7 separate regions of the Mus musculus genome follow, and all the other regions are linked to region 5. Evidence: chromatin contacts called from public HiChIP or PLAC-seq and promoter capture Hi-C data. All regions are on one chromosome and are shown on one strand. The core of a region is the stretch at or near the end of the contact, and the rest is flanking DNA. Distances in the headings are between cores, read along the strand shown. Region 1 holds the start of Mymk (myomaker, myoblast fusion factor). Region 2 holds the start of Gtf3c5 (general transcription factor IIIC, polypeptide 5). Region 3 overlaps Gbgt1 (globoside alpha-1,3-N-acetylgalactosaminyltransferase 1). Region 4 holds the start of Surf6 (surfeit gene 6). Region 5 holds the start of Col5a1 (collagen, type V, alpha 1). Region 6 holds the start of Ralgds (ral guanine nucleotide dissociation stimulator). Region 7 holds the start of Sardh (sarcosine dehydrogenase).

Region 1 (3,339 bases), core at 194-2,693, 810 kb before region 5:
CAGTGTGACTCCTGGTTAGAGGATAGCTGAGAGGGCCATCATGAGAGGTACTCAGAAGGACTAAAGGGCAAAGTGAGAGGAGGCCTTTAAGACAGAGAGTAGATGGGTAGATGAATGGACAGGGAGAGAGATGGTTGGTTAGCAGATAATAGAGAAATGATAGACAGATAGACAGACAGACAGATGATGGATAGACACATAGAACAAGACAAATGATAAATGAATAGATGATAGACAAAGGAGATAGAGAGACAGAAGCAAGTTGAATGGGCAGGAAGATAAAGTCAGGAAGACACAGAGCTCTGGTCAAGAACCCAGGGGAGAGCAGACCAGGGAGAAGAGGAGAGTGAACTCCTCGGGGGAGTGTAACTCTAGAAATCAGAAAAAAACAAAAAAAAAAAACCCCAAAAAACAAACAAACAAACAAACAAAAAAATTGGATACAGGCAGGAAGAAGGAAGAGATAGAGACTGGGAGAAACTAGACACAGAACCAGTCAAAGAAGCAGAGGGAGAGAGACCCATGGCGGGAATAAAGAGAAGCAGAAACCCAGACACAAGGCTTCAGCAAAGCTGGGCCAGTGCCAGACATGCCCCGAACGAACGACAGAGGAGTCACCCAGTACTGTTGCCTGGGAACAGAGTGGAGAAGGAACTAAGAGGCAGCCAGCCAGCTAGACACATAACAGGAAGAGAAAGAAGGACTCAGGGAGAGGCTGGCTCCTCTCAGTGGGGGTAGTTCCAAATTCTGGAGCTGCAGTCACCCAGGCCCTCTACCTTTCCTGAACCTAGTAGATCCATTCCTAGGCCTGCTCACTCACCTTGTTCCTCCTCAGCTGAGCAACTCATGGAACAACGTTGGTAGAAAGGAGAGAGAGTCTGAGGAGCACCAGGCTTGACCTTAACTGACACCGGGCTCTCATGGGCCTGGCCTCAGTCTCAGGTGTCAATCACCCCCCTCAAATGTCTGGCGCACATGGAGAAACTGAGGTCCACAGAGGAAGACAGATTCCAGGAACCTTCTCTTCCCAGTCACCACCCCCACTGCTCCCCCAGACCCAGACTCTTTCTCTTCCAAATCCTGTTTCTGCATCACCTGGCACAGGACAATGGTGGTAACCCTCCCGTGAGGACTTCCTCCTAATTTCCTCCTTCCACACTTACCGCCACAAAGAACATGGTGAAGAGGTAGACCATGGCCTCCATGTAGAAACGCCTCTTGGTAGCGATGCTCACTGTCGGGAGGAAGGCCAGGCTGCTGAGGGTAGGCAGGAGCAGTTTGGCTACAACTGTCCCCATGGACCAGGAGGAAGGCACTGACTGGGGAGAAGGTGGTAAAGGCCCCCCTGGTCTCCAGGGCAGGAAGAAAAAGAGCCCACTTCTTTGCTTCTCCAGCAGCCCTGACCGCAGCTGTGGCAGCACCCACAAGGAGGGCTTAAGTGCTCTGAGGCAGCATGTGTCCAGTGACACACGGAGAAGGTCCAACAGCTGATGTACCATGTGGTATGCACTTGCCTCTAATATATTCTCTCTCTCTCTCTCTCTCTCTCTCTCTCTCTCTCTCTCTCTCTCTCTCTGTCTCTCTCCTTCTCCATCCCCCTCTCCCTTTCTTCCTGAGGAATTCCCCCAAGGAAGCCATGTTTCTTTTTTGGAAGTCTTGGGGACAAGTTCCTATGAATGTGACCTCCTACCTCCTGGTCATTTTCTATCAGGGTCCTTGTCCCAGGATGAACATGGCAAGGGTCCTACTATTTGGGTCACACATCAGAGGGGTGCTGGAGACTAGGAAACTTAGTTTAGTCAGTTCTGGTCACTCCAAAGACCTGCAGATAGGCTTCACCTTTTCCTGGCCCACAGCCTTCTTTACCAGCTGCTGGCCTGTAACAGCTCTCTGCTCGGCTACATTGTGTCTTACCTTGCTAAGTTAGTGGCCAGGGCCCCTCAGCATTCCAAAGCTGCTGCCTGGACTTTTAAGCTCTCATTCCCTCTTTTTACAGCTCCTTGGGCTGACTTCAGGAAATCACCTTCTCCTGTTGCAAAATGTCTTAGGGGAACTGTCTGGCAGGCACCCCTCAGCCCCCAGCCAAGGAACAATGGTGTGTGGTCCGAGTTTCCCAGGCCGACTCTTTCTCGGGTTTACTTATGATCAGCTCCTAATGCTGTCTGTCACTGTACACAGGGTTTAAACCCATAGTCTGAAGGCTTCCGTCAGGTGCCTTTACCTGTACAACCCTCAGTGTTCACTCCCAGTGCTCTGGGATGGGACAGTCCTTTAATCCCTTCTTGGTAAGCTGTCCCTTGCTCCCCAGCAGAGGCAGCCACCACTATTGATTTCTGCCAGGGCCTGGACTTAATCAGTGGCTCACACACTGAGCACACTCCAGGTCCTGGCTCCTTTTCTTTCACCTGCACAATGACCCTGAGATCTATCCTTACTGTTCTACTGCAGTTCCTTTGGTGGCTGGGTGGGCTAGAAGGCTATCCCTTACTTCCATCCCCCTAGTACCTAGACCTTGAGCTATAGCAGGTTCAAGGACCAATACATACTTAGCGGGGAGCTGAGGTTGTGGGCTTCCCTGCTCTGTGAAGGCCTGGCTGCTCCATTCCCCACCCCCCATTCGACTACCAGCTCCCACATCCCTTTCCGGAAGCACCTTGTCTCAAGTTGTCTGAGGCCCATGCTCATAATGAAATATAACTTGAGACACCTGGTCTTGTGTTTCTCCTGCCTAAGACTTTCCCAGGATTCTCTCAGGCCCTGGAGGAAGCTTAACTCTCCCAAGCTGTCCATATCCACACCTAGACATGACCCCAGCCCTTGAGAATGCTGCTCCCAGAAGCAGCTGCTCCCCCAGCTTCGGCTTCAGGACAACACTTCCTGTTCCTTGCTGCTCCAGCTAAGGCCTGGTTTATTCCCAGCCTGGACTACGGTATGTCAGAGGTGAAGGTTGTGGTGATCGACAGGAGTGAGGCAAGGGGCTTCTTCACTCTTCCTCTGGCCTGTCCCCCCACCCGATCCTACATCCTTTCTATCCTAGTACTTACCATGATGATAGAGATGCTGGAGTTGATGCTTGTGCCCTAGCAGTGGCTCTGTCTGCCTGTCTCCCTGCCATACTTCCTTCAGGCCCAACCTAGTTTTTTGTGTGTCTTCAACAAACACCAGAGGAATGAATGGCTGTTAAAAGAATGAATGAAAATCCAGGGAGGCGGGGCTGATTTTAGTCTGGCTTTCTAGGGGCCAGGTCCCTTTCCAAATGGGAAAACCAGTCTCTGCTATATGAATGCTGGTGATGGGGGCTGGGGAGGTTCGTGGTTGCCCCTGAACAATTCAGGTGGG
Region 2 (3,652 bases), core at 24-2,523, 700 kb after region 5:
GAGCCAGAATCTGCTTATGCTAAGATGTTCAGGGAAATCATTTCTAAAGAAACAATTCCAAGATTCCACAGAGCATCACTTTAGGTCCACTACTTGTTGTGTGGTTATGTGGCCTGTTTACTTGTAAAATGCAGATGTTGTCAGTTCCGGCCCTGGGGATTGAAAGGACTGTGGCATGTTAAAAAATAAATAAATAAAAATTAAAAAATGCCGGCCCGTGGTGGCGCACGCCTTTAATCCCAGCACTCGGGAGGCAGAGGCAGGCGGATTTCTAGTTCGAGGCCAGCCTGGTCTACAGAGTTCCAGTACAGCCAGGGCTGTAAGAGAAACCCTGTCTCAGGAAAAAAAAAAAAAAAAAGCCGGGCAGTGGTGGCACACGCCTTTAATCCCAGCACTTGGGAAGCAGAGGCAGGCGGATTTCTGAGTTCGAGGTCAGCCTGGGCTACACAGAGAAACCCTGTCTCGAAAAAACCAAGGGGGGGCGGGAGAGCACTTTGTACGTGCTAACCACATAATACAACGCCGGCGAATTGTGTCACTTTTAGTTTCAACTACAGGTGGTGGAAAAGTTCTCTTTCCTCCCGTGCCTCGGTTTTCTGCCGAGAGCAATAAGGTCAGAGCAGCTCACTGTCCTGGGATAGATGCCAAGCATGCTACTCACATTTGGGGACAGAAAGAAAATACCGCCTAGTTCACAACAGGTCCTAGAGCTTGCCTAAACTCTCCGTTGCCACGGAAACCGCTCTCCCGCCCGGTGGTCCCGCCCATTCAGTAGACACGATTCCTTTCCCGCGGTCCCGGAGTTTCCCAGCTCCTTACTCGAGAGACGCTTTCCTCGCCGCCCAGGGTCTGTAGCATCTTGGCCTCGTTACGTACTACGCCCGGGTACTCCACGCACACCAAGCGCCGTTCCCGCCGCAGGTCCACAGGGATGGCGGCCTTCGGGTCCGCATCCGGCTCCGCCGCCGCCATGCCTACTAGTCTGGTTCCAGCCCGCCGCGGTCCGTTCTCAAATGGCTCCGCGAGGCCTCACCTCAAAGGTTCCGCGAAGGAATTGTTCCGGTCCTCCTTACCTTTCTCGTCTCCTTAAATCATGGAGACTCGAAGGCCTCCAGGAAGAAGTGCGTCGCCGCAACTGTTTATTTTGCTACACCACACAGAACTGGGGGCTTTTTAATTTAAAATGAAGAGGGTTGGACAAAGGGGCGAGACGAGGGCGTATCCCACCAGCCGACCCAACCAAGACAAGCCAGGATTCGACCGGGTTTTTCCGGATATCCCGTCCAATGAGAGCTTGAAGACGTGCCCCAGGCGTCCTCTGGCCCGCCTCTCATCCCTGAGCTGGTTTTCGGCTGTCAAAGAAAAAGCAGTCCACTGAGTCCTCTTAGCCTTGCTCCTGTGTGCATGTATTTAGGGCTGAGTGCAACTGTAAATTAACAAATTGATAACTTCTTATCATCACACCTCTGTGAGTTTAATACACAAGCTTCAAAGCCTTTGTTGTCATCTTGCAGAGATGACAGTAAAATATTAGATGCACATCGCATCCCATATTAGGATGTACGCACAGCATGCTTAGCAAAATTTGCAACATAGGCTACTCACCTGTTGGTTCTGTGAGGGTCTGATTAGATAGGTAAGTCTGCTGAACTCGGTGCTTCTACCTCTGAATGAGAAGAAGTTCGGTTCCTGAACCTACAAAGCTGCTTCTAAGCTACATGGAGCCTCGGTAAACCCCTCATCCAATGTAGCAACACTCTCAATATTCAGCTGTCATCTCTTCTCCTTATGATATAAACATGATCTTAGAAAGCGATCTCACGTTGTTCCTGTTCTCAGCGGGACCCTCACCCCTCTTTCCCCCCACCACCTAGCTGTCAGCTTCTCTTCATCACTTAGGTTTATGTATAGGCTTTATCTCCCCTGGGGATCCACCATGATAACCTAAACCTAGTCTGCTGATTTCCTTGGTGCACTCGGCACTCAGACGCACACATCGGGGAGCACAGCCTTATTTGCTTAATGCTGGCCTTGCTTTACTGTGTTGGCAGCTTCCTAAAGGTAAGTATTGCTTTGCTGCGGACCTCTCAGACCTGAACACGGGGGTAGACACAGAGTATACATTCACTAAAGATGTTGTGAGCCAGTGAATGAATGAGGCGACACTTTCATGACTCATTCAATCCAGGCCTAGATCGACACGTGGCCACAGAACACTGAATCAATCTCATTCTAGAGAGGCATGTCCGTATGTGAACAGGAACCACGGAGAAGGGCAGGAGGGGAGACAAAGACAAGGACCAACCTGAGGTCCTCAGGCCAAGCTTCTGAGAGAAAGAGACTTGGTCCTGCCTGGGATCCAAGCCAGATCTGGCGCACAGACCCTCACAAACAAAAACTTACCTATCTAATCAGACCCTTCAGACTGGAAGCTGAGAAGAGCCAAAAGGATCAGGCAGCTAATGAAAGCAGTGTCCACACATTTAGCATTTAGGAAATGCAGTCTCCTGCATGCCTGGGTCTGTGGGGAGTGGATGATGAATCAGAAAGCCTGTCCTTCTAGAACTCACATTGAGTAGCAAGAACAACTAGCAAAGGAATTGGAGGCTGAGACGCTGTTCAGTGATGGAAGAGGTGCTTACTGTTCAAGGTGTTGAGTCCCATCTCTAGGCTCCCTCCCACCTACCATTACACCTAGAAAAGATAACGTTGAGGAAAAATCAAGCCCATGGCATTTACCCATCTTTCTGCATCCAGCCTCTTCAGATTCAGTTTTCCAACAGGCCCTGGCACACAAGGTGAATTTTACAAGGCTCAGAACTGGGGCGCACTAGTTTGGTGACCAACACCCCTTCAGCCACTGCTCTAGGACCAAGGACGTTCTGGGCCTTAGCTGTCTAAATGTGCTCGCAAATCTCAGGTCCTGCTCCTGATACATAGACTTGGAGAAGGGCAGATGTCCTAGCCCCTGAGATGACCCAAGGCAATGGAAAGGGGATGCTGGCTGTGTAGCAGAGCCTAAATCCACAGGAAAGCATCGTCAGGCAAGCAGCATAACACTCCTATCCAGGGCTTTGCAGAACGCTGAATATTGTTGGCAGTGTGCCTTTGGAGGAACCAGGAGTGGGGAAAGTACTAGCCTTTTATCAACTAGTGAAAAGGAAATCTTTGGAAAATATTTTTCTGAGCTTCAACAGAGATGCGGTATAACTCATTGTATTCTCAAGGTCAGTCCACAGTGCACATAGTAGGTGCTTTCTTTAATATTCCCTTGCTAGGCGTTGAGTCTCCTTGGACTGGATGAGAAGTGTAATGTTTCCTTTTGGCCATCAGATGGCGACAGAACATTCACATGGGCAAGCCCTCCATCTGCTGGCGGTAAGTGGTCATGACATCCTGGAAGATGGAGAAGTTGCTGCACTAAGAAACCCCAGTTCAAGCCTGAGGTCTCCTGAGTTCAGGAGCCCCCTGAAAGGCTTATGCTAGTCCCAGGGCCAGTATTCTTGCTGTCCATCTGCTCCATCTGTGCCCACTTATACACATGTTCAGGGTCTCATCATTGGATGACAATGACCGACAATGGAGTCTTTCACAGGCTTCTCTTCCAAAAAGAACAAACCATGTCACTGGGCATTGTCCTTCCCGGTCAGCT
Region 3 (3,541 bases), core at 469-2,968, 620 kb after region 5:
TCTTTACCCATGATCCTACAGCCGTTCCCAGAGTTCCCCTGGGCCCCGGTCGGCTCCTCAGCATCATCCCTATCCAGGGTTATTCCCGGTGGGAGGAGATCTCCATGCGCCGAATGGAGACCATCAACAAACACATTGCCAAGAGAGCCCACAAAGAAGTGGATTACCTCTTCTGTGTCGATGTGGATATGGTCTTCCGTAACCCATGGGGCCCCGAGACCTTGGGGGATCTAGTGGCTGCCATTCACCCAGGCTATTTTGCTGTACCTCGCCGGAAATTCCCTTATGAACGCAGGCAAGTTTCCTCTGCCTTTGTGGCAGACAATGAGGGGGACTTCTATTATGGTGGGGCACTCTTTGGGGGACGAGTGGCCAGAGTGTATGAGTTTACCCGGGCCTGCCACATGGCCATTCTGGCAGACAAAGCTAACAGCATTATGGCAGCCTGGCAGGAGGAGAGCCACCTGAACCGCCACTTCATCTGGCACAAACCATCTAAGGTGCTGTCCCCAGAGTACCTCTGGGATGAAAGGAAGCCTCGGCCCCGAAGCCTGAAGATGATTCGATTCTCCTCAGTGAAAAAGAATGCCAACTGGCTGAGGACCTAACATCCGGGCTAAGACCCGCCCCATGCCAAGCCCAGCTTACCCCTTGCATATCTTAGTATACCAGGAGAATTCAACCACGAAAATTGATGTAGAGACAGTGTAAACTATGAGATGTTGTGTACCCACAGTCATATAGCAATCCAGCACATGATTGGTTGGACAAGAGGGAGGAATCAAAATAGACGGCCTTTCAGGCCTCCCCACACCTACCCAACAGGATGGATGTGCCTTCTCGAGGCAGGCTGGGGAATCCAGCTTTGCTCAGAGTGCCTGTGGGCTGTTGCCCTCGATTGTTAGTTAAATATTGATGTTTAGTTTTGTTTTAATCTGCAATGGTGGAGATCCAACCTGAGGGCTTGCACACTGAAGGGAAATGCTCTGCCCCTGAGCTGCTTTCAGCCCTGCCTGTTGCCTTGAAGTTGCACGTTAATGCCCTCATCCCAGCAATGCTGTTCCCCTAGCCATGGGCAGCTGTGGATGCTCAGGATTCCTGAGCTAGCTCTGAAACAGACCAGGCTTAGCTTCCCTCTGGTCACCTGCATCCCATGGTGAGCCACACTCTCAGGCACTCGATGTCTACTTTGTTACATGGTTTGAGGTAGCTTTCAGTAAAGATGGTGTATACTAGATCCTGGCCAGGATTTTACCTGTACAGTGGACTATTTTTGCCAGTCTAGATAATTCTGGGGAATACAAGCAGGCTGGATTTCTTTCTTTCTTTCTTTCTTTCTTTCTTTCTTTCTTTTTTTTTTTTTTTTTTTTTTTTTTGGTTTTTTGGTATTTCGAGACAGGGTTTCTTTGTATAACCCTGGCTGTCCTGGAACTCACTCTTTAGACCAGGCTGGCCTCGAACTCAGAAATCCTCCTGACTCTGCCTCCCGAGTGCTGGGATTAAAGGCATGCGCCACCACACCCGGCTGCAAGCTGGATTTCAAACAATCAATGTGGGAAGAAGTTTGGTTAATGGTTATTCCAGGAGATAGAGCTAAAGCTAGCTGCTGCCACAGATTGCTTATTCCAGTTCTGGGAGCCTGGGTAAGGCGGGGTCCTGTGGACAGATGTGCCACACCTAGAGGGTAGCAATGATCAACAGCCTCATTGTTCCCTCAGCCCCAGGGCATACAAGAGGTGGTCCCATTTGTATTCAATTTGTATTTATGTTGCTTTCCAGCAGAGGCAAGGGTTGGGCTGGGAGCGGCTCCAGCAGGAGCCTGGCCCTCTGTCTCTGAAGGTGGCCACGGACAATCCCAGCAAGGAGTCCTCAGCCTCTGTGTAGAAAAATCAGACGAGGTTTGTGGAGCAATGGGCAACACTCTTCCTGGACAGACAAGTTTTATGGGCTCAGAAGCTTTAAAATCACAGAGCACCCTCTTCTAGAAACAGGTGCCCTCCTCTCTAATGAGTTTAGCTTGTGTCAGGTAGACATAAACTATCCAGCACACCATGTTTTGCTATATTTAAAACAAAAACCAAAAAACACAACAGACAGTTGTGGCTCATGCCTTTAACCCAACACTCGGGAGGCAGAGCCAGATGGATCTCTGAGTTTGAGGCCAAGCCTGGTCTAAGGAGTGAGTTCCAGAGCATTCAAGGCTACACAGAGAACCCCTGTCTCAAAAACCAAAACAACAACAAAAAGGTAACCCACTACTTGTGGCTGGTGAGGTCATTTCAAAACCAACAAAAGTTCTAACAGAATTCTAAACACTTAGCCATACCCAAAGATAAATGTAGCTCTTACCCCTCCCCTCGCCAAAGAAGCTTCTTTTTGCAGCATCGTGGAAAGCCACAGCTGGTCAAAATGTAGAGAACTGACCGTGGGGTGCCCAGACCCCGTTGATAAATCGAAAACACAACCCTGACACCTAAGGCTCAGGAACTATCACAAAAGAGAGTGTGGAAAGACTGGAAGAGGCAGAAGACCTGGGCAGGAAATGGGTGGTTGTCTGCTTCAAGGTAGTCTTTTATGTTCGACAGTGGAGCATTACCTAGAAATATCTCAACAATATCCTTGCCTAAACAAGACTTAAAAAAAAATACCACCACCTATTGACAGGCCGACCTGGATGGGTGTGGTAGTTTGAATAGGCTAGGCCCCCATAGATTCATCTGCTTGGATGCTTGACCATACAGAGTGGCACTATTAGGACATGTGGCCTTATTGGAGTATGAGTGGCCTTGTTGGGGGAAGAGTGTCACTGTATAGGTGGGTTTTGAGGCTTCCAATGCTTATCCCCTTCTGCTGCCTTTGGATCAAGATGTAGAACTCTAGGCTTCTTCAGCGCCATGTTTGCCTGCCTGCTGCCATGCTTCCTGCCATGATGATAATGGTCTGTATCTCTGAAACTGTAAGCCAGCCCCAATTAAATGTCCTTTGTAAAAGTTGCCTTGGTCATGTGTCCCTTCACAGCAATGAAACCCTAACTAAGAAGTTGGTACCAGAGACTGGGGTATTGGTGTGATAGGCTTGACAGTGATTTTTGTTTGGAGGAATGTGGAGTGCTTTAAGTGGGGCTTAATGGGTTATCTTAGTAAGAACATGAAAGGCAGTTGTACTGAGGATGATTTGAACTGTGAGGGCCCGGCTCAAGAAGTTTCAGAGGAGCCCGACGGTGGTGGCACACACCTTTAATCCCAGCACTTGAGAGGCAGAGGCAGGCAGATTTCTGAGGTTTCTGAGTTCGAGGCCAGCCTGGTCTACAAAGTGAGTTCCAGGACAGCCAGGGCTATACAGAGAAACCCTATCTCGAAAAAAAAAAAAAAGAAGAAGAAGAAGGAGAAGGAGGAGAAGAAAGAAGAAGAAGAAGAAGAGGAGGAAGAGGAAGACGTAGTTGTTTCAGAGGAGAAGAATTTTCGTATATTGCCTAGAGATCATTTTTGTGATATTTTGAAGAACATGGCTGCTTTTTGCCCTTGTCTGTCTACCAGCAGAG
Region 4 (3,819 bases), core at 1,015-3,514, 980 kb before region 5:
CTCCTTAAACTCAGGAACCAAACACCAAGGCTTAGAAGTCCCTGAAACTGACCAGATTCACTAGATCCCCTCTTCCCCAAGCATAGATAAGAAGGCAGAGCATCACTTAATCAAACAGAAGTACATGAAATAAATACTCTCCAACTTTTGAGCTGCCTGCAAGTTGTGCAGTGCACTTCAGGTTTCCAGCTTTTGTGATCCATCACCCATGCTGGGGTAGACTTTGGTGGTAAAGCTGTGTTTGAATCATTTCCACTCCTGTGAGTCACCCCATAAGGCTCAATTCATTTGCCTCTCTGGACTTCAGCAGTATTCTGCCTTTGGTTCTGCCAGAGATTTCCTGGAAAGAAGCTGTCTGCAGACTGACTCCTCCATGTGACTAATAGATAATAAACGTTTTGGAATATACTCACTTAGCAGGCCAACCTAAAAATTAAGAATGCTATCAGCACCAGGCACACCTTTAATCCCAGCACTCCACTTCAGAGGCAGATGCAGACTAATCTCTGTAAATTCAAGGCCAGCCTGGTCTACAGGGTCCAGGACATTACAAGCTACACAGAGAAGCCCTGTTTGGGGGACGGGAGGAACTGCCATCAGCATCTAGTCCTAAAGAAAGCTGTCATTTTGCTATATGACCTGGTATACACTCTAATGTATTTTAAACCTGCTTTGACTTTCTTCGTTCTGTCAAACTTCAAGAAACTACTTCAAGGAATATTTTCCCTTGGAAAATGGGACTTGGGGAAACCTAAACCCATGTTTACAGGCCACCATCATTCTAAATGGGCTCCAGACCAAATGCTTCATTGTGCTCACGTGCAGCATGTGTGTCCTGGCTGAGCAGGTACTCATGTGTCTTCCTACATGATACCACACAACAGCTCTCACACACATTAGGCAAGTACTCCAACACTAAATCATACTTCCAAACCTCCTTTTTCTTTTGGTAAATTTATTACATTTTAATCATGTGCACCATAAATGAGGGTGGCTGATGGGAACAATCTGGTCCTCTCCTAAGAGCTGTAGATACACAGAACTATTGCACCCTCTCTCCAGCTCCGTTTGTTTGTTTGTTTTTAACACATGATCTTAAGCCAGGCGGTGGTGGCACACCTGGGAGGCAGAAACAGGTGAATCTGAATTCAAGGCCAGCCTGGTCTACAGAGCAAGTTCCAGGATAGCCAAGGCTACACTGAGAAACCCTGTCTCCAAACAAGCAAACAAATAAAAGGGGTCTCAGTATGCAGTCCTGGCCATCTGGAATTCACAGTAATCTTTCTTGCTTGTTTGCCAAGTGCTGGTGTTAAAAGGCTTGCAGACCACCTCCCACCTGTGCCTCCCAGACTCGTTTACTTTTATGAGTGCTGTTTGTAAGTATGTCTGTGCATCAAGACCATCCCTGGTGCCACTGAGAGCCAGAAGAGTGTTAATGAGTCCCTAGAACTGGAATTAGGGGCTGGTGTCAGCTGCCATGTAGCTGCTGGGAACCAAATCTGGGTCCTATGCAAAAGTAGCAAGTGCTCTTAACCACTGAGCCATATCTCCACCCGCTCCTTTTACTTTCGGAGAGTTTCCTGAAGTTGCTCATGCAGAGGTGATCACATCCTGTAGTCCTGACAGGCAGGCGGGTCTTGACCTCGAGGTCTTTCTCCTCAGCCTCCCTACCAACCAGGCCCAGACGCAATTAACATTTTATGATTTAAGACTTGCTTCCACTTCCAAAGATAAGGAAATGTTAGCGCTTTAAACTAAACAGCCAAGAATGGAGTGTGCGTTCTTTCAACACAAGAAACACATTCACAGACAAGGGCTGAAAAACACACACGCCAGTAAGAAAACTCTTCACACTTGTAGTAGCAAGCCCGATTTTCTTTCCGTTCGAGTCTGGTAATTTCCTAACTGCCTCCCACTCCTTCAGGGCCCAGAGCTCAAGCTTTTGCTGTCCCCGCGAGTACCCACCCGCTCGAACTCATATCCCTTGCGGGGGGTCCGGCCCCGACCTAGGACAGCGGGCTCCTTACTGACGGCGTCTGCTCCCAAAAGCTGCTCGAGCCGGATGCCTTACCCCATGTGCTCCTCTGTCGTTCAGGGCCAGGCTGCGCGCAGATCTTCTTGGCCAAGTCCTGAAGATAGGTATCCTTGGCCAGGAGAGAAGCCATGCTGCCAACCAAGGCTGGGACCAGAATAGGAAGCTCCCGCGGTGGAGCCCCGCCGGAAGCTCCGTACACGCAGGTACCACCAGTAGAGCGGCGTGACCCCGCCGGAAGTATCTTATGCGCAGACGCAGCCTGGAGCACCGGAAGCCACCCCCAAGGATTAGCCGTAATCTAAACTCCAGGTTAGCAAACCAGCCAGCCAGCCCCGGAAGCCACAGTGTAAATCCGCTAGCAGCTGCTTTCCTCTCGGAGCTCAATTAGCCATGCCTGACGGGCCGGCTACTCCTCAATCTGGAGGCGTTTCTCTGAAAATGGAGCCTGTAACCTGAGAGGGCTGGGCTCCCACCGAGCTTGAAGCCCTCAGGGCCGGGCAGACCTGGGCTACTATAGCTCTTTCCCTACTGCTGGACTGAAGGTCAGAACCCCGCCTGCAGGGGATGCCCAGCATCCTATTGCCACTCCCGCCACACAGAGCAAAACGCAATCAGGTATAAAAAGACGTGGGCCACAACTAGAGACCTGAGTATGGCGTGGATCTTAGATTACATGCGGTAGCAATGAATCTCAATGGTGATGAGCCCTTAGGAATAAGAAACTACTTGCAGATGGCGTTAAAGCTACTTATGAGGAAATGAAGGGAAAGGCAAGCCCAAAGAAGAGCCTGCCCGGTAGTTTTTTGGGTGTGACCCAGCAACTCAGAAGTTCATGAAAAAAGGTGACACACAACTTACATCACTTGTGACTCTGAATTTCTAGAACACTAAATCCCCAAGCAGTATCTCCAGGGAGCTCTGGCCCTGGCCACGCAAGCAGAGGAAAGACAATGGTGCCCTTTAAAGGAGAAGTTTCGCTTTTAAATGTGAACGACAGAATTGACTAAACAATAAAACACTGTCTTTCACTAGGTGGCTAAGCTTTCTCCAGGGCACTTACAAGCTCTTCCAACAGTTAACACTGCTTTGGCATCACTGCTGGAAAACTCCCTCACTGGGGCAGTGACTTGCCCCTAGCTACACATTCCAGTGCTATGTTCTTTTTGGCTATTGTAGGTGCTGGGTCACCTGGTGACCAGCCTATGTTCCTTATAGACCCAGGACTACAACCATGGATGAGGCATGCTGATGGTAGTCAGGAGTGACAGGCTGAATGCACATACCTGCCCGAGAACCATGGTTTCTGTATGTCAGCCGTGAGCCTGGTACTGAGGGGCAATGGGGTCTGAGCTCCCGGTTTCTAAGATCTTCGCTTCTGAGCAAGACACCTCAGCCTTTCCAAGCCCAAGGCCAGTCCTTCTAAGATGCAGGCATGATAGCTCTAAGTAGGATGGCAAAAATAGGTGGCATCAAAGGTACAGGTGCTGCAGTCATATAGCTTGCAGTACTAGCGGATTCTTCATCCATTTATTTTATGTCACGGATTTACTAGATGCCAGGAACCCAAAGCTATATAAGGAGGGGCCGTCCCACTGTTCCCTCCATGGGTGTCAGGCCTCTTGGTGTTACTGTGCTCCTCACATGCGCTGCTTTGTGATGGACAACTCCTGGGAGAGGTTACCCAGCCACTCTAAGGACTTGGAGCTGTTGGAATCCCTCGGCGTCTTTTGGTGTCTCTATTGCCAACACTGTCTTTGCATCTCTGAGTCTCTCACGCATGTGTG
Region 5 (3,507 bases), core at 18-2,517:
TACTGTCTGATGTTCCCTATAAGGTACATTCCACACTTAAGCAAAGCTTGAATTAAGTCAGTACTAGCCACCCCCATTCAGATTCAAGAACCAGAGCATGGCCATCCCAGCAACTCCTCTGACTGCCTTTGCCCCCTGACTGCCTCTATCCCCTGACTGCCTCTGCCCTCTGACTGCCTTTGCCCCTTGACTGCCTCTGCCCTCTGACTGCCTCTATCCCATGAATGCCTCTGCACCCTGACTGCCACTCTCCTCTTGTTTGGAGAATAATGAGAAACTAGGGAGCCTGAGGATGCAGCCGGAGAGAGATGTCCCAGGCCGGTCTCCATCACTACAAAATTCTTTCAGGCTGCAATGTGTTCAAAGGGAGCGATAGCTTTGTGTCTGAAAGCCTTCTTAATTCACTCTGATTCTTTCTAAACAAACCCTGAAGCCCTTGGAGAAGGGCAGGGCAGTGAGTCAGGCTTTTGCAGGGCCTCCCAGGCCTGGAGAAGTCTGGGAGAACTCCTGTCTCCCTCTGCTGTAGATGGGGAGCTGGGAGCCCCTCTCCTTTTCCAGCTGTCAGCTCTGGAAGGGGGCTCTTCCTTTTCCTTGTGAGTTGTTGGGCCACTAGGGACAGCAGTAAGGCGGTGGGGTGGGATCTGAGACTGACCTTCACCTGATTAATAACTTGGTCACTCCTTGTTCACTTAAGGCCCCTCTGGGCATCCTTGACAGTCTGGTCTGTGGAGAGGTAGAAGGCAGGTCCCCAGCGCTGTATTGGCCTGTCAGTCATAGTCTAGGGAGCCCCTTCTGGCTGAATTGCAAGTTGAGTCTCCGCCCAGAAGAGGAGCTCTCGGAACTCCTCCTTAAAGAGAAAGTTCTGTGTGGTACTGCAATCTCTCTTTTGAATTCCAGCGATCAAACTTCGGGGGTCCCTCAACGTTGGTTCTTGGAGTCTGGCCAGGTCGGGGTACCTGAGGCGGGAAGAATCTAGGATCAGGGTGGGCCATCAGGTTTTGGAGGCCGCCGCCCAGAGCGGGGAGAAAGAACGGGGGCGCCGGCCCCGTCCCACGTCCGCTCCCGCCCCGGGCCAGCCCCTTCCTCGCCGCGACTCGCCCGCTATCCCCACCCCCTCGCCCTCGGCGCCCAGTGGGAGGCGGGGACCGGCCTTGCTGAGCGGGGCGCCGGGCTCTGATTTGCTGCGGGCGTTGGGGGCGGTGGGGGGTGGGGGAATCCACAGCCTCCGCGTTGTCTGCCAGCAGCGAGGGAGGGAGGGAAAGGGGGGAAAAGTGCTCAGCGCCGAAGGCGAGGTCCGCACTCCTGGTCCCCGCGGCTGGCGCAGGACCTCACTCCAGCGGAGCGCCCACGGGGAGCGGGTCGCGGGGCAGCAGCGGTGAGGAGGCCACGAGACTAGAAGGAGGAGGACAGGGAGTGCGCGAGCAGCCAGCGAGGGGGTCCCGGCCGTCCCGGGCCACAGTCGATCCCTGCGCCGTGGGCGAGCGCGCCCGCTGCCTCTTCCAGAACAGCCACCGCCGCGGGGGAGATCGGGCGGGTGCCGAGCTTCCTATGACTCCCTGAAGTTGTCGTGCTCCCCTAGCGTCCGCCACCCGGGACGTGTCTCTGGTCCCCGTGCATCGTGTGCGTCTCCCGCTCCCCGGCCCGCGCACCCCGCCGGCATGGACGTACACACCCGCTGGAAAGCTGCGCGCCCAGGCGCCCTGCTGCTGTCTTCGCCGCTACTCCTGTTCCTGCTGCTGCTGTGGGCGCCGCCTTCGAGCCGCGCAGGTAAGAGTGCTCTGGGGACCGGACCTCGGGGACTGTAAGAGGTGCGCAGAACCTCCGCGCCGCTGTCATCTCGGGCTCCTTCGCCGCCGGCCTCCTCCGAGCCTGCAGAACTTTCCTCCTTGGCCTGTGGAATGCACCGGGCAAGACAACGAATACCATTCGTTGGGGGCCCAGGAGAGGGAGCCGGGCCAACTCCATCCCCGCGGCGTACCGCCCCCTCCTCAAACGGGCCTGCTGGGTGGGGCTGTTGGTCGAGTCAAGGAAGAATCTGCCTCGTGTTAGATCCCAGCAGAGGTGCTCACACTTTTGTCCCCAAACCTCGCATTTTCTGTCCCACATCACAGGCGACCCGCTGCATCCCACGCAGCCCTTAAGCAGAAACTTTCCTTCTGAAAGCTGGAAAGGGCCGCCCCCTAGAGTCAAGGCCATTCAGTTCCTCAGGGACGCCTAGGGGTGGAGGGGGATCCCAGAAGTTTGAAACCCCAGCTATGGACTTCCCTCTGTACACACCCTCTTGCTTGTCTGAGCTAAGTTTCTGCAATTCCCAGGGGACAGAGTTCCCTGTAGTCCCTGACAAGTCTTCAGGGGCACTGGGGAGCCCTGTGAGGTAGGCCAGCCCTACTCCTAGCCGTCAAACCTCCAAACCCCTTAGAGGTAGTTTTCTTGGGCTTTCTGCCCAAAGATGGGATGAACGGGAAGCCTGGAGAGGGCCTTGGAGTCTGGGCTGGGAGCTTCTCAGATGATCTGCAGATGTGAGACTCCTGCCAGGTTGGGTTCTCTGAAGGAGCCCTGATCCAATGGGCAGAATCAGGGAGGTACTGGGATTGTCCCTGTCTGTATTTCAGCGCTTTCAGGCTCAGGTCTGGGCAGGCATATTATTTTCAGCATCACTCTTGTTAGTTAGTTGTGGGATAAACCTCCCCAGAGCCCTTAAACACCATAGCCCAGGGTGGGAAGGCACCAGGCATGTGCTGATACAGGGAGGCGAAGGCAGTTAGAAAGAGTTCAGGCAGCCGAACAGCGGGTGGAGTGGTCAGCCCTTGCGCAGTGACAGGGCTCTCCTTAGCTTAGCTGGTGTTACTAGGACTAGCAGGAGAATCCATTTCCACCCCCCATGGCCAATTACAATATTCTTCTCCTGCTTTCTGGCACCATTAGTGTCCAGTGGCCACAGGATGAGCAAGAGTGGAAATGGGAGGGGCCAGGGCCTGCGGGGACCGAGGGAGAGCATGGGCTGACGATGCTCACTCTTGTGGAACTTGGACCAACTGCCCCGGAGTTCCCAGGGTTAAGCTAGCAGTAGGGAATGCTGAAGGCCCTCAGGAAAGTGTGGAGGAGAGACAAGAGAGGTCAGCCTCTCTTTTCCCTATACCCCCACAATGTTCCCCTGTGCGCCCCAGAACCCCAGGAGGGAAGCCTTCAGTGGACCTCTCGCCTGGGAAGCTGGGGTTACCACTAGCATAGGTTGGGTGTTCCGGGTTCACCCTGTCCACCCTGTACCTTGTCCCAGCCCTGCCCTGTCCTGTGGCCACCTACCTCTCTTCGTCACTCTATTACTATGCTCTGCCCCACTTCCCTGTGCTGTTGAGGGTGCGGCCATTTGGAAGGGGCTGCCTGGGTCCTGGCTGTGCTGTTAGCTGTTTTGCTTTGGACAGAGTTGACTTTTAGAAGCACATAAAGAAACTGCTTTTCTGGGTGGGCTTCGGGAAGCTTTCCCCTCTGCTCCTGTGGTGCGACCCA
Region 6 (3,515 bases), core at 372-2,871, 650 kb after region 5:
CTATCCTTCTGACTCCTGTTGTTCCCCAAGTGATGGTTAGATTTAGGTGTGGGTTGCAAGACGTTCTTCACTATCCCACATATGCTGTCCTTATCCCCTCTCTTTTGATGGGCCTGCTCTTGATAAAGGATATTCCCTGTAGGCTGGGGGCTAATCATGAGGGAATGCTTAGGAGGCCTTGGGGAGGGCTCTGCTTTCTGGGAAGTGTCTAAAAAGTCACAGCTGGTGCTGGGGATGCTGAGGGTGTGAGCCCTGTGGGGTCTAGGGCAGCAGGCAGGAACATGGGGACACTTATATTGGTGAAAGGGGGTCAGAGTAAAAAGGCTTGAGCTGTTGGCCTATGGGAGTGAGGAGCTTGTCTGTCTGTCTGTCTGTCTGTCTGTGTGGCTTTATGTCTCTGTGTATCTGCCTACACATATGTGTGTCTGTGTTTCTGTGTCTGTGCATGTGATATCCATGAACAGACTTCCCAGGAGGGAAATGCAGAGCGAGACAGGAAAGGAACTTGATAAAACAGGTGGACAGCAACCAGAAAAGCAGAGTAGATGATGGAACCTCACCTCTGCCACCGTCCATCCCTGCAATTAGTGTGTCTGGAGGCAGCCTGCCTGCCGACGGCCTGCCCGCAGGGTTGACGCCTGGGGACTAAGTATCAGAGAGAAGTGGCCCTTAGAAAAAGAAAGCCAGAATAGGAGAGAGCAGCAGGGTCAGGAAACAAAGCTGAGCTGCTGCCGGGTCCTTGGCCCAGGAATGGGGCTGGGGAAAAGCCTACAGAATGTGTGGGAGCCACTGCCTTCCTGTGATATACCCCCACACGCCTGGACTTCCTGGAGATAGGGCAGAGCCCGGGCTTCTGAGCAGCCTTAGGGGATCTCCACACCTAGCCAAATCTGCCTATCTTTTTCTTAAATCATATTCACTGGAGCCTGTTCATAAAAATACTTTCTGACAATTAAAAATTTCAAAGAAAATTTAGGCCTTGTGGCGGGAGAGATGGCCCAGCATTCACAGTTTGTTCCCCTCAGGCATCAGCGTCTACCATGTCTGCAATGTACACACATGCATGGCAAATAACAGTACACATACAATAAAATAAACAAGCCTTTAAAAGTACGCCACCTCACCTAGTGGTAACCAGCATTGCTTTTGCATAGTAGGTTTGTCTAGTTTGTGCATGACTGTGGTGACTGGAGCTGAGGCTGGAAGCATCCCTCTCCCAATGGAGCTTGGACTGGATGCCAACGCCCTGTGGACACTGAGCCCAATCAATCCTCAGGGTCACCCTTCCCCATACTCTAATATATGAGCACATAGTCAGTGACCTCATTGACATCCTCCCAGTCACACTCTTGGAGGAAGTCATTTTCATTACCCATACTTTCCAGGTGAAGAAACTGAGGCTACAGAGCTAGGGGGTGTTGTAACTGGAATTCCCGGGAAGTGGATCTGATTTCAGCAAAACAGCATCACGGGCCGCCCACACAATACATAGACTGTGTATGCAAGCGCTGTCCACCAGGCCTGCCAACTAGAGGAGGCCCACGCCCCCTCTGAAACCACTCCCCCAGCAGCCCACGCCCCCAGCTGACATCAGCGAGGCCCGGCCTCTGGCGCAGAGCGCAGGCAGCGCGGAGCCGCGCCGGCCCTGCGCCCCGCGCTGCCCCGGGTCTCGCGGCCCGCCGGCCACCCGCGCCACCGTGAGTCGTCCATGGTGCAGCGCATGTGGGCTGAGGCGGCCGGGCCCATAGGGGGCACCGAGCCGTTGTTTCCCGGTTCCCGGCGCAGCCGCAGCGTGTGGGACGCCGTGCGCCTGGAGGTGGGCGTCCCCGACAGCTGCCCAGTGGTGCTGCACAGCTTCACGCAGCTCGACCCTGATCTGCCGCGCCTGGAGGTGGGTGAGCCCAACGTCCTTTGCAGCATTGTGTGTGGCTGGGGGGTTCCTTCCTCAGAAGTCCCCCTGCTGTATCAGCCCTGGGGCAGCCAGTTGGGCATTACAGCTTCCAGCACACCCTCAGCAGTAGGTGGGGAATCAGAGCTGAATTCCCGTGCCCCCTCAATTCATCCCAGTACCTGCTCCCACTCATCACAGGTGTGACAACCCCAATTACTGCAGTCAGTCAAACCTTTAAGCCCCTCCATGCTGTCACTATTTACACGCCTGTGGTGTGTGAATGCTCCAACCACGAGGGCCTATCCTCATTTCAAACCCTTGTCAATGGGGCGCGTGACACGAGGAGGCCACAATATAGTGGGCCAGCAAGTGGTTGTGGTGGCACAGCCCTAAACTCCCCAGAGGTGAGTGGGACCTCAGGGGCCTTTGAATACCCATCACTGAGTCAGACATAGGTCTAATGACCCGGGAACATCGAGGCTGTTCAGAGGAGGCAGTGGCAGGAAGGGAGTGGGATGGGCTGGAAGATTCAGAGACCATGCCCTTATGTGTGGGTGGTGGGAATAGTGAATGTGGGTAGGAGCTTGTTTCTAGTGTCCTGGGCAGGGACACCCAGCAGTGCCCTCTTCCTTTCACCTTAGTGTACACCTGCCACCATGCCCCAGGGGTAGTGGAATCCCAAGGCAGCCCTGCATCCTGCTCTGCCTAGAGAAGGCTCAGACAAAGCATACTCGGGAACTTCTGGTCATGGGGCCCCCAGGCCTAGGAGGCCTCTTGTGCTTGGCAGGTGTCCCAAGCCAGGCTGCTCATTCACCCAGTGGTCTCATCCTGGAGGCGGCTGGGGAGGGACTCCGGGGAGCTTGGTGGTGGGCGGCCCACCACCAGCCCTGCACTCATCTGGCTTTCATTATGTCTGGCAGAGTCTCCGGCTTTGTGTGCTGGAAGGGCCTAGCCTGATCACTCCTGGAGGGGGGTGTCAAGCTTCTCTCTGACTCTGTCTGGCTACATCCCTAAGGACCCTTTGTGGCAGGGCTGTTGAAAGGTTCTGTTCCTGCATGGGTTGCTGCTATCTGTGCCTCCTCTGCTGCCCTCTCTCCAGGCCTCTGTGTTGTCATGCAGCCTGGTCACCGTTTAGAAATCAGAGGGAAGCTTCTGGCTGGGTCAGGAAAGCCAGGGTCCTGGCAGGAGAGGAGGCCACAGCCGGAAACTGAACACAATGACCATTTAGCATTCGCCTGGGGGAGGGGGCAGGGAAATCCCTGTCTGTTTTGCCAATAATTCCCTCCCATCCCCATCCTGAGTCTGGTTTCCTGGTAGCAGACCCAGGTCCAGAAATGAAATCAATCCAATTAAGGTCCCTGCACTCTCTGTCTTTGCCTTTCGTCTTCTGTCATTTGTTTCCATCAGCCTGGGGTTGCCAGATGTCCTCACACATCTGGGCATCTGCCTACTCTCTCAGTTCTAAGTCAAGCCACCACCGACCTAGCTTGACCTGCCCCAGTCTGCTTTATAGAGGTCACGAGGTTTATGCTCCTGCCACAGGCTTGCTTCAGCTTCATCCTGGCGAGAGTGACTGTGAATCTGTAGCATTCACAGGCAGCAGGCACCAATACCGTGTTCCTCC
Region 7 (3,824 bases), core at 252-2,751, 640 kb before region 5:
AGAAAGAAAGAAAGAAAGAAAGAAAGAAAGAAAGAAAGAAGGAAGGAAGGAAGGAAGGAAGGAAGGAAAGAGAGAGAGAGAGAGAGAGAGAGAAAGAAAGAAAGAAAGAAAGAAAGAAAGAAAGAAAGAAAGAAAGAGAGAGAGAGAAAGAAAAAAGATCTACCAGGATTGATGGTGCTTAGAGTCTGGGATTCCTCCCAGACCAGGGAAGAAAGAAAGATGCCTCCAAGGGATCTCTCACGCTCTTTCCTGGGATCAGCAGTCAAAGCAAAGGCTTTGGCTGAGTGGGGCTGGCTTCTTTAGTATTAAAGACTGTTACTTGGGAACTCAGTGTCTAGTTAACCGAGAAAGTCGCTTTCATCATCCACTGTGGGTGACAAGCTCTGTGTATTAACTCACTCCCACAGACTGGGCTGGCTCCCCTGACTTTTGTCTCCACTTTAGGGACGAGACTGAAGTAAGGGAAGCGTCTGTCATGGGCCTCTGTTTGGCCGCACTGAACAAACTGCGCTGTGATCTGAAAGCCAAATACTCCCCTGTTCCCTCCCAGCCTGCAGATTGGGACCCTCGGTGTCACCATGTCCCACTTGTGACCACGGTGAACCCTCACTGAGCACAGTAGGGTTAAGAATGGGTCAGAGTCAAGCCACCCACCTCGGTACCCGACTCCAAGGGGTCTATACTCTGAGCAACCTCTGGAGTGGGGAGGGGTTGGATTTTCAGGCAGGAGCTGTCCTTGTCCTTACAGTCTCTTGAGCCATCCCCATCCCTACAGTGACAGCTGTCAAGTCTTCTGTGGTTTCCATGAATGAGACAGGAAGGTATTCCTGTCAGCAGGGATCTATACATACCTTAGTCTTTCAATGGGTTCCTTGGTCTTCCAGAAGCTCCTGAGAGGTTCCTAGCAAGGAAAAGTCAGCATGATATGGATCCAATCGGGGCTCTGCAAGTCCAAACAGTGCCTCTACCTTAGGACACCATGCCAGGCACTGCATACATGCCAGAGGAGCCTCCTTCCTCTGCAAACTATGCCCAGTGCCAATGCTGCTGGCCCAAGGAGCTGCCACGTGCTCCTTCCTTGCCAGCCCAGCTAGTCAGAGCAGGGGTGGGGGGTGGGGCAGCCAGGCCCCCAGCCTGCTCCTCCTCCTTCAGAACAGGTACTTCATTAACCTGCCCTCTGGCCTCTGCAGCTCTCTCCCTCAGCTTTCCAAGGGCCAGGGCACAGGACACAGGGAATGAGAACTCAGTCACAGACCTGAGGCCTCAGACACAGGGCCCTTTTTTAAGGCAGCACTAGAAGGGTATGAGAAAGAGCCCAAGAGGGGAAGACACTCTGCAGAGCCCTCTCATAAGGGACCCCCCCTCCTGCCCTCCCACAGTTATCCATGGCCGTCCCATCTACTCCACGGTCTTTCAACCAGAAGAAGAGGGAGGTCCCAGCTAGCAAGCAGCTAGCTCCAACCCTGCCCATGAAGGGGCTGTCGGGGACACTGCCCCTCCCTTCTTTCCCAGGCTGCATCTGGGTCTAGCTGAACAAGCCACCCACTCCCTTGCTGCTGGTCCGGACTACAACCGGGGCAGGAATGTTCCTCCCACCACCCCAGCTTCCTGGACAACCCAGCTGGGACAGCTGCCAAGTGGGCAGTTCTCCTGGCTGGCCAGCAGAGAAGGACTGTGAAACCAGAGCCCAGCTCTGTGGATGACCTCTTTCTCGTATTTCCTTCCTCATCTCTAATCCAGGGGTCTCCATACTGCTGTGATGACCCTGGGCATCCTGCCTTCCCAACCTTGCCTACCCTGGTTCCCCACCCCCGAAGCCAGCTCCATCTGTAGTTGGCTGTGTAGGTAGACTTGAGGCCCCTGGTGAGATCATCTTGGCACTAGTCTATGTTTCCAACCCCAGCTTGCTCACTCCTGGGATCAGACAGGCTATGGAGGAAGTCAGGCAGCTGCCCATAGTCTGTGCCCATTCCAGGTGTATGTTTCAAAACCTCTGGATATCCAAAGAATCAGAGGAGGTACTAGAGATGGGGTGCTGGAATTCACAACTAGATACTTTTACTGGCACAGAGCTGTCCATCTATGTGCCTTGCTGTCAGCTTGTCTCTAACGTACATTTACTGAGCACCTACTGCATACAAAGTAGCTCCTGGGAACCCAGGTCTGGCATCCAGGGGCTTATGAACCAGAAAGCAAAGATGGAGGGAGGGGCCCCCTCATGGCTGCCCACGGAGCTGCTCATTTCAGAAAGGGAGCAGAAACTTTCTGGTTAACCACTGTTGCCAAAGGTCTCAATCTCTGCCTTGAGGCTGGTTGCTGGCCCCACCAGCATGAGACTTCTTCGGGACAATGTGGGATCCCGAGATAAGGGACCCCTGACCTGCCCACGTGTAGCTTATCCCAACAAACCCAAACAAAACTGAGGTCAGGCTCTGCTCACCAGACAAGCTGACTAGAGAGAAGGAGGTAAAAACCTTGCCTAAGCCTTCTTCTGTGTCCCAGCCTCCGTGGTGTGTGAGGGACAGACACCTAGTTAATATAGCCCTGGGGCAATGGCTGGGCCAGGCAAACTCTAACAGTTGCATAATCACCAGGACTTTGGACAGGGGTGGTGGCTGCAGGCTGGGACTGGTGGCTGGTCAGCACTGTAGGAGTTGTTGTTGACCCCAGCATGTTATCCTGCGCAGGTCAAGGAGAGGGAGGCTGTGCCCATGAGTGCTGAAGGGCACAGCTCATATCCAGGGTCTAAAGGGCAAGGTCCTTCTGACACTGGCATGGATGTAGGCTGCTCTCCTCATCTCTCCTGCCACCAGGCAGAATTGTGGTCCAACCTACCCTATCCCATCCTCCACCCCGCCCTACTCCCACAATCCCATTCCACCTTATTCCCCCTTTGTTAGACTAGAGTCACAGAACTTATGGAGTGTCTAAGGGGATTTATTGTAACGACTTACAGTCTGCAGTCCAACTAACCCAACAATGGGCAGCTGCGAATGGGAAGTCCAAGAATCTAGTAGTTGCTCAGTTCCAGGAGGCTGGATGTTTCTGTTGGTCTTCTGTGTAAGCTGGAATCCTGAAGAAGCAGGTTCCAACAGATGTGCTAGCAAATAATTGCAAGCAGGCGAAGAAGAGTGAGTCTTTCTTCTCCCAATGTCCTTATGTAGGCCTCCAGCAGAAGATTTGGCTCGGATTAAAGGTGTGCCACCACCATGCCTACACTTAAACCGTTCTTTCTTAGAACTTGCTCTGTCCCAGGCTGGCCTTGAACTCAGAGATCTGCTTGCCTCTTTTTCCTGGGATTAAAGGCATGTGCCACCTTGCCTGGTCCTAAGCTTTCATGGCCACTCTGCCTCAAGACCTGGATCAAAAGCACGTGTCTTTCAGCCTCAAGATCTGGATCACAGATGTGCCGTCATTTCTGGATTACAGTTCATTTCAGATATAGTCAAGTTGGCGACTGAGAATAAAGCCATCATATCACCCCACACTACTGTCAGTTTTATAGCATTCTTAGAACTTTCTGATTTTTTTTGACTCTCCTAGTTTATGGGAGGGGCATGGTTACAAAAAACAAAAGTAGCCCTGTGGGTAGAAAAGGGGGTGGGGAGGATCTTGGGGGTTATAAGAAGATTGGGTATCTGGGAGGAAGGGAGCCTGTAGGCTGGACTGGGGAGCTTTGAAATGTATAAGTACTTGTGAGTAGGGGTTGAGAGCACTTAAAGGCTAGCATGGACCTGGATAAGCTGATAGGCATCACAGGCATATGTTAACAGGAGAACCATAGGCCCCTTTTGCCAGAGAGAAGGGTAAGTGGGAAGCAACTT

The links. Promoter capture Hi-C pulls out the DNA fragments that hold promoters and counts their contacts. HiChIP or PLAC-seq counts read pairs in DNA pulled down with a chosen protein or histone mark. Capture Hi-C pulls out chosen DNA fragments and counts their contacts.
Region 1: a contact with region 5 is called in a promoter capture Hi-C map of the HPC-7 cell line. The contact joins the promoter of Mymk here to the promoter of Col5a1 in region 5. A contact is called at or near these places in 6 of 39 promoter capture datasets (the HPC-7 cell line, cranial neural crest, embryonic stem cells and 2 more) and 1 of 9 other capture datasets (macrophages).
Region 2: a contact with region 5 is called in a promoter capture Hi-C map of hippocampal neurons, with 4 times the contacts expected there. The contact joins the promoter of Gtf3c5 here to the promoter of Col5a1 in region 5. A contact is called at or near these places in 4 of 39 promoter capture datasets (embryonic stem cells, hippocampal neurons, liver and 1 more), 1 of 484 Hi-C or Micro-C datasets (uterus) and 3 of 115 datasets of contacts at active chromatin or transcription factors (astrocytes, embryonic forebrain and pancreatic cancer cells).
Region 3: a contact with region 5 is called in a promoter capture Hi-C map of embryonic stem cells. The contact joins the enhancer-like site here to the promoter of Col5a1 in region 5. A contact is called at or near these places in 8 of 39 promoter capture datasets (the HPC-7 cell line, the SN4741 cell line, embryonic stem cells and 4 more) and 5 of 115 datasets of contacts at active chromatin or transcription factors (SST interneurons, astrocytes, epiblast stem cells and 2 more).
Region 4: a promoter capture Hi-C map of cranial neural crest shows a contact between it and region 5. The contact joins the promoter of Surf6 here to the promoter of Col5a1 in region 5.
Region 6: an H3K4me3 HiChIP or PLAC-seq map of neural tube shows a contact between it and region 5, with 4 times the contacts expected there. The contact joins the promoter of Ralgds here to the promoter of Col5a1 in region 5. A contact is called at or near these places in 2 of 39 promoter capture datasets (cranial neural crest and hippocampal neurons) and 2 of 115 datasets of contacts at active chromatin or transcription factors (neural tube and pancreatic cancer cells).
Region 7: a contact with region 5 is called in a promoter capture Hi-C map of liver, with 5 times the contacts expected there. The contact joins the promoter of Sardh here to the promoter of Col5a1 in region 5. A contact is called at or near these places in 1 of 39 promoter capture datasets (the SN4741 cell line), 1 of 115 datasets of contacts at active chromatin or transcription factors (pancreatic cancer cells) and 1 of 9 other capture datasets (liver).

What each region holds. Positions count from the first base shown.
Region 1 is chr2:27,070,718-27,074,056 of GRCm38.p6, forward strand. It overlaps Mymk (myomaker, myoblast fusion factor), which reads right to left and starts at 1,444. Exons shown (of 5, transcript NM_025376.3): 1 at 1,164-1,444. The coding sequence starts at 1,298.
Region 2 is chr2:28,582,006-28,585,657 of GRCm38.p6, forward strand. Gtf3c5 (general transcription factor IIIC, polypeptide 5) reads right to left here and starts at 1,274. Exons shown (of 12, transcript NM_148928.3): 1 at 820-1,274. The coding sequence starts at 972.
Region 3 is chr2:28,504,788-28,508,328 of GRCm38.p6, forward strand. It overlaps Gbgt1 (globoside alpha-1,3-N-acetylgalactosaminyltransferase 1), which reads left to right. Exons shown (of 7, transcript NM_139197.2): 7 at 1-628. The coding sequence ends at 608. Among named protein-coding and RNA genes, the nearest start is that of Gbgt1, 9.7 kb to the left of the region's middle. Within about 2 kb of position 1,719, at least 12 of the 459 cell types and tissues checked have an H3K27ac peak or open chromatin away from gene starts, as enhancers often do. A contact at or near this core is called in embryonic stem cells, where this site is marked.
Region 4 is chr2:26,900,623-26,904,441 of GRCm38.p6, forward strand. Surf6 (surfeit gene 6) reads right to left here and starts at 2,265. Exons shown (of 5, transcript NM_009298.4): 1 at 2,072-2,265. The coding sequence starts at 2,165.
Region 5 is chr2:27,885,158-27,888,664 of GRCm38.p6, forward strand. Col5a1 (collagen, type V, alpha 1) reads left to right here and starts at 1,268. Exons shown (of 66, transcript NM_015734.2): 1 at 1,268-1,767. The coding sequence starts at 1,659.
Region 6 is chr2:28,531,843-28,535,357 of GRCm38.p6, forward strand. It overlaps Ralgds (ral guanine nucleotide dissociation stimulator), which reads left to right and starts at 1,622. Exons shown (of 18, transcript NM_001145835.1): 1 at 1,622-1,891. The coding sequence starts at 1,709.
Region 7 is chr2:27,245,802-27,249,625 of GRCm38.p6, forward strand. It overlaps Sardh (sarcosine dehydrogenase), which reads right to left and starts at 1,502. Exons shown (of 21, transcript NM_138665.2): 1 at 852-1,502.